Regions from separate parts of the Mus musculus genome. Here region 1 is linked to region 2. The links are chromatin contacts, called in public HiChIP or PLAC-seq maps. All regions are on one chromosome and are shown on one strand. Each heading gives the region's core, a stretch centred on a gene start, on an enhancer-like site or on the middle of the called end of the contact. The rest is flanking DNA. Distances are from core to core; before and after follow the strand shown.

Evidence for each region. HiChIP or PLAC-seq counts read pairs in DNA pulled down with a chosen protein or histone mark.
Region 1: an HNF4G HiChIP or PLAC-seq map of pancreatic cancer cells shows a contact between it and region 2. The contact joins two enhancer-like sites. A contact is called at or near these places in 2 of 39 promoter capture datasets (the 3T3-L1 cell line and the HPC-7 cell line), 1 of 484 Hi-C or Micro-C datasets (the G1E-ER4 cell line) and 2 of 115 datasets of contacts at active chromatin or transcription factors (microglia and pancreatic cancer cells).

Annotation. Positions count from the first base shown.
Region 1 is chr5:115,202,339-115,206,332 of GRCm38.p6, reverse strand. Gm35515 (a long non-coding RNA gene) reads right to left here. Exons shown (of 3, transcript XR_387599.4): 2 at 2,179-2,464; 3 at 1,077-1,644. Among named protein-coding and RNA genes, the nearest start is that of Cabp1, 10 kb to the right of the region's middle. Within about 2 kb of position 1,807, at least 103 of the 459 cell types and tissues checked have an H3K27ac peak or open chromatin away from gene starts, as enhancers often do. A contact at or near this core is called in pancreatic cancer cells, where this site is marked.
Region 2 is chr5:114,648,329-114,652,503 of GRCm38.p6, reverse strand. The region is part of intron 1 of Trpv4 (transient receptor potential cation channel, subfamily V, member 4); the gene reads left to right. Among named protein-coding and RNA genes, the nearest start is that of Trpv4, 8.0 kb to the left of the region's middle. Within about 2 kb of position 1,338, at least 59 of the 459 cell types and tissues checked have an H3K27ac peak or open chromatin away from gene starts, as enhancers often do. A contact at or near this core is called in pancreatic cancer cells, where this site is marked.

The DNA of each region.
Region 1 (3,994 bases), core at 558-3,057, 550 kb before region 2:
GGATTTAATAAAGGGACGATTTACAAGGTTTTGGGAGGGCACAAGGAAACCGTATGATTGATACAATGTTCAAGGAGGTAGAAAGAGCCTGCCACCGCTCGAAGATGTGACAGCGGAGGAGGAAGTTACAGAACCCAGAAAGGGAGGATTCTGGGAGCCAGGCTCTTTTCTTTCTTTCTTTCTTTCTTTCTTTCTTTCTTTCTTTCTTTCTTTCTTTCTTTCTTTCTTTCTTTCTTTCTTTCTTCCTTCCTTCCTTCCTTCCTTCCTTTCTTTCTTTCTTTCTTTCTTTCTTTCTTTCTTTCTTTCTTTCTTTCTTTCTTTCTTTCTTTCTTTCGAGACAGGGTTTCTCTGTGTAGCCCTGGCTGTCCTGGTACTCACTCTGTACACCAGGCTAGCCTCGAACTCAGAAATCTGCCTGCCTCTGCCTCCCGAGTGGCCAGGCTCCTTTGAAGAGGGGGCAACCTTCTATCCAAAGACTCTGCCAACCCGAGGCAGGGAAGGAGCTGGGGATACTGAACCACTACCTTTATCCTCTGCTCTGTCTTCTGCTGCTCCCAAGAGCCGGAGGGCGAGGGAGGGCAAGGGAGCAAAACCGAGGACAGAATAGTATGAAGAAGAATAGGAAAGTGAGAGGGTACCAAGATGTCGCCATAGGTGATAGCTATTGCTGACCAGAGTTTGGTTGCTGGTGCCCTGACACATGGTAGAAGGGAAGGACCAACTAACACACACTAACACACACACACACACACACACACACACACACACACACAGAGAGAGAGAGAGAGAGAGAGAGAGAGATCCCCTAGCCTCTAAAGCACTTTCTAGAGTTCAGAATAGAAATAGTAAGATGACCCCCACTGGTTCTGAGATCAGATGTTACTTCCCTAAAAGCAAGCGAGAGAGGTCAGACAGAGCAGGCAGGTTCTGAAGCTGGGGTTGGGGGTGCCAATTATGTTCCATTCTATGGCTGTGCCCTTTGGGTACCGGCGGAATGGTCATTTCTCAAGCAGAGAAGCCAGAAAGGTTTGCCAGCACAATTTTGGAAATAGACTCGTTTTTATGAATGGAGTGAATTATGGTTTTGCATGGATTTATTTCGCGGCGGGTGGGTATGTGCCCTTATGGAGGTCAGAGGACTGTTAGCTGAAGTTGGTTCTTTTCTTCTACCACGTGGCTCACCGCGTTGCGGCCCAGGAGCTGCTGTTACCATCTGAGCTGACTCTGTGAGTCCTGGGCTCCTTTTTTCTGAGCCTGTGAAATCACTCCCCTTCCTTGATGAATCCTCCAGGAAGAGGAGGGGACTGGTCTCCTTTGGGGCCATGACTTTGACAAACAAATCAATTCGTTCCCATTTGTCTCCCTTTTGAAAACAAGCAATCCTCCCGCGTTACATAATCGAATCTTCATGGCTCGCTGGTCTGTTCTGTGTCCTCTTGAGGAATCGGCAGATGGTGCTAAGGCAGAGACCCGCGCGCGCACGCCTCGCCAGCCTCCCGACAGAGCCGCTCACAGTGTCGTCTGCCTCAGCTGTGGGGTCCCTCGCTGCCCTTTGTTTCCTCTGGATCAGTTTGCACTTTCTCATTCCTTTAGGCGCCGCTGGCTTCTTGCCTCCAGCGACCATTCCAAGATTAATTGAAAATGCTGAAAGCCGATAAAATTAAAAGAGAGAGAGAGAGAGAGAGAGAGAGAGAGAGAGAGAGAGAACAGAAAGTGAAGTCGAAAGGGCTCCCCCACCCCACCCCGACCCCTCAAGAGCCCTCCTCCGTTTTAGCTACAGACTTCTACATCCAGCCTGGACCCTGTGTAGTCTGTATTGTTAAATTAGAACGAGGATGGAAACGGGACTGCCCAGACTCAGAGGGTAGGGAGATCTGCCCAGTGACATGGTATCTCAAAAGTGTACCCCAGAGCAAGTCACATCCTCGTAGAAATGATTGTTCCCTAGATAGGGTGGTTCCCTTAGACCAGTTCTGTCACCTTTGCTTGGGAAAAATGATGTCATGCATGACTCTGTAGGGTGGAGAGCCTCCCCAGCTAGGCCCTCAGACGGAAGGAAGCACAGTATTTGGATGCTCTTGCAGAGGCACGGCGGTTTATGCCGGCTCTCAGAAGCAAAGGCGCTTAGCTTTGTGCGAGTTTGAATACGAAATAGTCCTTGCCCAGAGGTAAACCCACCTTGGAGAACTCCAGGTGCCTCACCTGGTGGCTACTTCAGTCTGGTGAGAGGCTCCCGTTCTGGGAAATTTAAAGGCTCTCTGCTTTTCCGTGTGGTGCCGTGGGCTTCTTTGTTACCAAACCCACTTTGTTTGCAAGCCATGCAGAACCGCTAAGTAGGACTGCTTGATGCGGGGCCAGGCACAGCTCCAAGCGCCACAGATGTAACCGCCCTGTTCCCAGACCGCAATGTTGGCTGACTCTGATCATGGGCGGAAACTTCCGGTGATTAAAGGATAGAACTCTCCTGACCAGGACAAAAAAAAAAAAAAAAAAAAACCAAACCGTAGCTGGTTCCTGAAGGTCATCTGTCCATTGATCGATCGTTACAGGCCACTCAGGGTCCTGGCTGTGTATACAAAGGAAATGGTCTGTCTGAGGGAGAAAAACGGCTAGGCAGGCTGGTCTTCGAATGACCATCCATCCTCTACTGAATCTGCGCATCGGAGATGAATTCTTTTTCATTTAAGGATAATCTTGAACTCCTGATCCTGCTGCCTCTTCGTAAGGGACGTTGGGGTTACAGGCATGCACAGTATGACACCCAGACTTACATAGGCTGGTGCTGAACCCACCAGGATTTAGTGCATGCTAGGCACTCACTCTACCTACTGAGCTACATTGCAACCCCTAAGAATAATTAGAATTTTCAATAAAGCTCTTAAACAAAACAAAACAAAACAAAACAAAACAAAACAAAACAAAACAAAAACAGAGCCGGGCGTGGTGGCGCACGCCTTTAATCCTAGCACTTGGGAGGCAGAGGCAGGTAGATTTCTGAGTTCGAGGCCAGCCTGGTCTATAAAGTGAGTTCCAGGATAGCCAGGGCTACACAGAGAAACCCTGTCTCTAAAACAAACAAACAAACAACAAACAAATAAAAACAAAAAACCCCAAAACACAAAACAAAACAAAAAACCAGGGTCTCTCATGTAGCTCAGGCTGACTTTGAACTTGTTATATAGCCAAGGATGACCTTGGATTATCAATCCTCCCACTTCTACCTCCCAAATGCTGGCCTTACAGGTGTGCCCTACCACCCCCACTTTCATTTTGATTCTTTTTATTTGTTACTCTCTCACTCCTTAGTGAGAGCTGATAAGACAGCTCAGAGAGTAAACCTACCCGCAGAGAAGCTTAACAACCTGTTTGATTCCCAAGACACTCATGGTGGAGAGAACCGGCCCGCGAAAGTTGACCTCTGACCGCTCTACACCATGGCACATGCTCGTGCGTACCACATACACACTAAATAAATAAACGTAATAGATTTAAAAATGAGTGTTAGGGATGGAGAATGGCTTGGGAGTTGAGAACACTGGCTGCTCTTCCAGAGGACCCAGGTTCAATTCCCAATACCTTCACAACAGCTCACAGCTGTCTATGGCTCCAGCTCCAGGGGATCTGAGACCCTCACACCTGCCCACATACAGACAGAACACTAATACAAATGAAATACAAAAGTCACCAGGGGGCTGGAGCGATGGCTCAGTGGTTAAGAGCACTGACTGCTCTTCCAGAGGTCCTGAGTTCAATTCCCAGCAACCACGTGGTGGCTCACAACCATCTGTAATGGGATCTGATGCCCTCTTCTGGTGTGTCTGAAGACAGCTACAGTGTACTTAGATATAACAATAAATAAATCTTTTTTTGATGTTGTTGTTTTGGTTTGGTTTTGGTTTTTGAGACAGGGTTTCTCTGTATAGCCCTGGCTGTCCTGGAACTCACTTTGTAGACCAGGCTGGCCTCGAACTCGGAAATCTGCCTGCCTCTGCCT
Region 2 (4,175 bases), core at 89-2,588:
GTCTCTGGGTTCCAGTGCCCACCTGGTCCTCACCTCTCCGGACTCCCCTCCCCTGCTGTAAATTGAGGGGAGGTTAAATAACAGCAGCATAGCCACCACCATTTATTGAGCACATACTACGTGCCAGACATCATGCAGGGCTTGAATGATAACATTTAATCTTTACAGCAGCCCTTGAGAGAGGAGCTGCTACTTTCACAGGGCTGGGGGTAAAACCTGGAGCCTTGCACACACCAATCAAGTGTCCTGTGGGCACATCCCCAAGGTCTCCTGAGATAGGATCTTCTTCAGTTTGGCTTTAGACCACGGATCCGTCTGCCTCGCTCCCAAGTGCTGGGATTACAGGTTAATGCTACCACATCCCACTGTATAATTTAAAGCAGGAACGTGACACACCAAATAATCACAGATCAAAGACAGGAGCAGTTGTTCCTAGAAGGTAGAAAGTTTTACCCCCTTTTTATGGATGAGAAAACCGCGGCCCAGATAGGAGATGTGACCATTGGTGGCAGGAAAGAGGAGGGCAAGATAGAGTGGGCGATGTCTTGAGGCTATAAAACCCTTTCCAGAGTTCTCTGTGACCTGGGGACTATCTGAACGAGAGTAGCTGGCTCAGAGAAAGAGACCCTAGGATTTGAGACACGCCTCCACCCCCACCTTTCTAAAGCTGGATGTTGGCTTTGGTGGGAACCTTCTGGAGTAGAGACTTCCTATATCTGTATGCTAGGCTCTGTGCTGAGGCTGGGGCATGGCTGGGACTATCAGGGTCACTGATCTGGGAAGGGTCACTTAGCTGTAATCACATAGCCCCCACTGGGCTTTTGAAAACAAACAGCTCAGTGCCAGCTGAATGGACGTCACCAGAAACTCCAGTGTTCTCAGATGACAAGGAAGTGGAGTCTCACAGGATGTGACTTTTCGAGTCTCAACAGCCCCATCTTTCCACTAAGCCATACTCAGCTTCTAGTCTGGCCAGCCCTCTGGACCTGGGGTCTTTTGCAGATGCCCCCATTCCAGTGAAAGTTCTTAGGGGATATTTCTGTGACATGGGCCGGCCCTCCAAGGCTTATGCAAAAACCAAGTGACTGCAGTGGCCACGTTGGCCGTGCCCTCCTTGGGGCTAGTGAGTCACCCCAGCCGTGTCCCGCTTGGATGGTGTGAGCATCGGAGGGGGACACCCTCCAGGTGGAGGGACCCGGCAGGACACAGGAGCTCTGTCTGCTCCGGACAGACGGCCACTGTGCAGCAACCAGGAAGTGGGCTGGGCTGAGACAGACTAGGTAAATACCAGCAGGGAGGGCCCTTCATGGTGCGATGTGCCCCGCTGCCTCCTGCCAGGGGCTTGGGGGCTGTGGGCAACCACAACCTGGCAGGCGGCGGGTCCCACTCTGCCAAGGGACTGAGCTCCCGTTAGTCGCTCTGAGGTGGCTGCCAGAGTCCACCTCCCAAGAGGGATCCAGTCACTTAGTCTTCCCCTGACAGGCTCTGTTTCCCGGTTGGTTCTTCATGTATGCCCTAGTAATAATAATAATAGCTTGAGGGTGGCATTAAGGGCTCAGATACCAGCCTGGCCTTATCCAGCATCTATTGGCTGTGCTTAAGTCTGTCTCCCCTAGCTCCTGTGACAGTGAGTGTCCTGGGGAGGATTCCCAGTCAGCCACAACTCAGGTCTGGGCACTCTGATCCAGAGTCACATAGTCCCCCAGCCCCTCCTACATGTTTGTCCCTCCCTTCCTGAGCCCTCTTATCCTTGTAAAATAGCCCCATCAAAGGCCCAGTCCTGGCTGGGGAAGTGGCTTAGCGGATCCAGTGCTTGCCTAGCTTAGCCGCGTGAAGCCCTGAGCTTAATCCGTAACACTGCCCACGCTGGATATGGTGGTATGCCCCTGGGACCCCCAGCACCCAGGGGGTGTAGAGAGACAGGAGGACCAGATGTTGAAAGCTGTCCTTGGATACGCAGCAAAGCCAGGGCCAGTTTGAGATGCATGAGGCCCTGTCCCAAAAGGAAAACCCCAGCTCCTGTGCCTGTGTGTGGCCTTGCATCCCGGAGCTGGGATGCAATGATACAGCTTGCTCCTTTCTTGGCCTTAGCTTCCTCATCTAGAAGGCGGGGCCACGCAGCTGCTGCCTTATCTGGTACCCGCTAACTTCCATCCCATCCTTCAGTCCTTCCCTCAGGACTGAACCAGATAGCTGGCATTCGTGGTCACGTTTATTTGTGGCTCCTGCAGGAGTCAGGGTCCCCACTGGTCAGCCAAGGAACCCCAGGATGATGAAGAAACCCACAAAGTCTGTCTGAGGGTCCAGGGTCTGTCTCCTGCTGTAGAGCCCCCACCCAGCCCGCACTCACCCCTGGTCCTTGTTCTTATTCACTAATGGTCCTCAGTAGCCCCCCTCCCCCCGCACTCTCTGCATTCTGCCGTCTACCCCATTCCAGGCACGGAACTTTAGTCCTCCCCCTGTGCTCCCCTGCCCTGCACCTGCAGGAACCTCAGGGGTCCCTGATGCCCCCACATGGTGTTCAGTCCTGGCAGAATGGTGACTCTGAATGAATGTCTTCCTCAGGGGCGTAGGCTCTGGAAGGGGAAGAGGAGATAAGCAGATGGTGTATGCTGATGTGAAGTGTGTCACCTGCCACATTCACTGTGACATTACCTGCTGCACTCACTGTGACATGCAGAGTTAGTTTAGACCAGGAAAAAAATTCAAAGTACTATCCTTTTTTTTTCTCCTTATTTTTAAAATTCATTTATTTTAATAATTATGGTTATTTCACCTGCACGTATGTATGTGTGCCACATGTGTGCCTGGTGCTCACAGAGGCCAGAAGAAGGCATCAGATCCCCTGGGACTGAAGTCACAGACAGTTGTGAGCTGCCCCGTGGATGCTGGGACTTTAACCTGGATCCCCTGGAAAAAGCAGCGGTTTCTCCAGCCTCTCCATCCTGCTTTGAGACAGGGTCTCACTTAAGTAGTCCTGGCAGAATCGGAACTCACTGCATAGACCAGAGGGCCGTCAGACAAACTCACCAAGATGCCTTCCTGCCTCTTGCTCCTGAGTAATGGAATTGAAGCAAATGGCGAGGCAAAGGGCTGGACAACAGTGGAGGCCACCAGCCTGTCCACTCACACTAGGGTTTCCGGTCCTTTGTTCCTTTTTGTCTACCCCGGGGCCGTGCATACATGTGGCAGCTAATAATGACCCATTTAGAATGTATTGATCTAGAAGGCGAGACCTGAGGAAAGCCAGCGCCCTGCCGCCCTCCCCAGGAGCAGAGATGTCTTGCTTGCCCAAACCTGCCCCTGGGTTTTAAGCAGCTTTTCTTGCTCACGTAATGAGGTCGGCATCTGATAGTCTTGTGCCAGGGTTTCCATGAGGCCTGGCAAAGCCCTGAGAGTGAAGAGGATGCCCCCCCCTCCCCCTGGGCCAAGCGAACAATGGCGAGCGAGCCCTCTGGCCGCACTGCATCCTGGGCATACTTTGCAGCCTGCTGTTTACTGAGGCACCCTCAATCTGGCACCTCCTTACCTGACAACTTCTGCCCTCAAGCAGGCACAGAAACAAAGGCTCCCAGAGGCTATGGTGAACTTTGCAGTTATTAAGAGGGACACCCCCCCAATCTGATCCCCAGGATGTGTGATGTCAGCATGCACATTCTTGCCACACCCGACTGGCCAAGGGGTCATGACTGCAGAGTGTATGATCTCAGGCAATGTTCCCATAGTCGGGGCCTCTGTGGCAGACAGAGAGGAAGGCAGGGAGACCCTACTGGGGACCTGGGTCCCACTGGCATCCACACTGCATCCCTGGGCCGCTCCTGAGCTTCTGGGGACAATACTAGTAGCCTTTGCACCACTGGCTAGCTCTGCTGGCTGCCTACTTTGTTGTCTCCCAAGGAGGGATTACTACTGAATTTGCTCATGCTGGTATCCCCAGACAGACACAGGCCTGACACACAGAAGATGTTCAGGAGCATTTTGTAGAGTAGGTGAGCAGACAGGCCCTGAGATCTGTACCCTCCTTGAATCCATCCTGTTGAAGCTGCTGCCTGTGTGGATGCCAGTTTGCCACAAAGATTTGTGGGGGGCGGGGTTCACTATGTAGCCCAGGCTGGCCCTGAGCTTGGGCTCTTCTTGCCTTTTGTGCCTTAGTTCTGGATCTGAGGGCGTGCAGC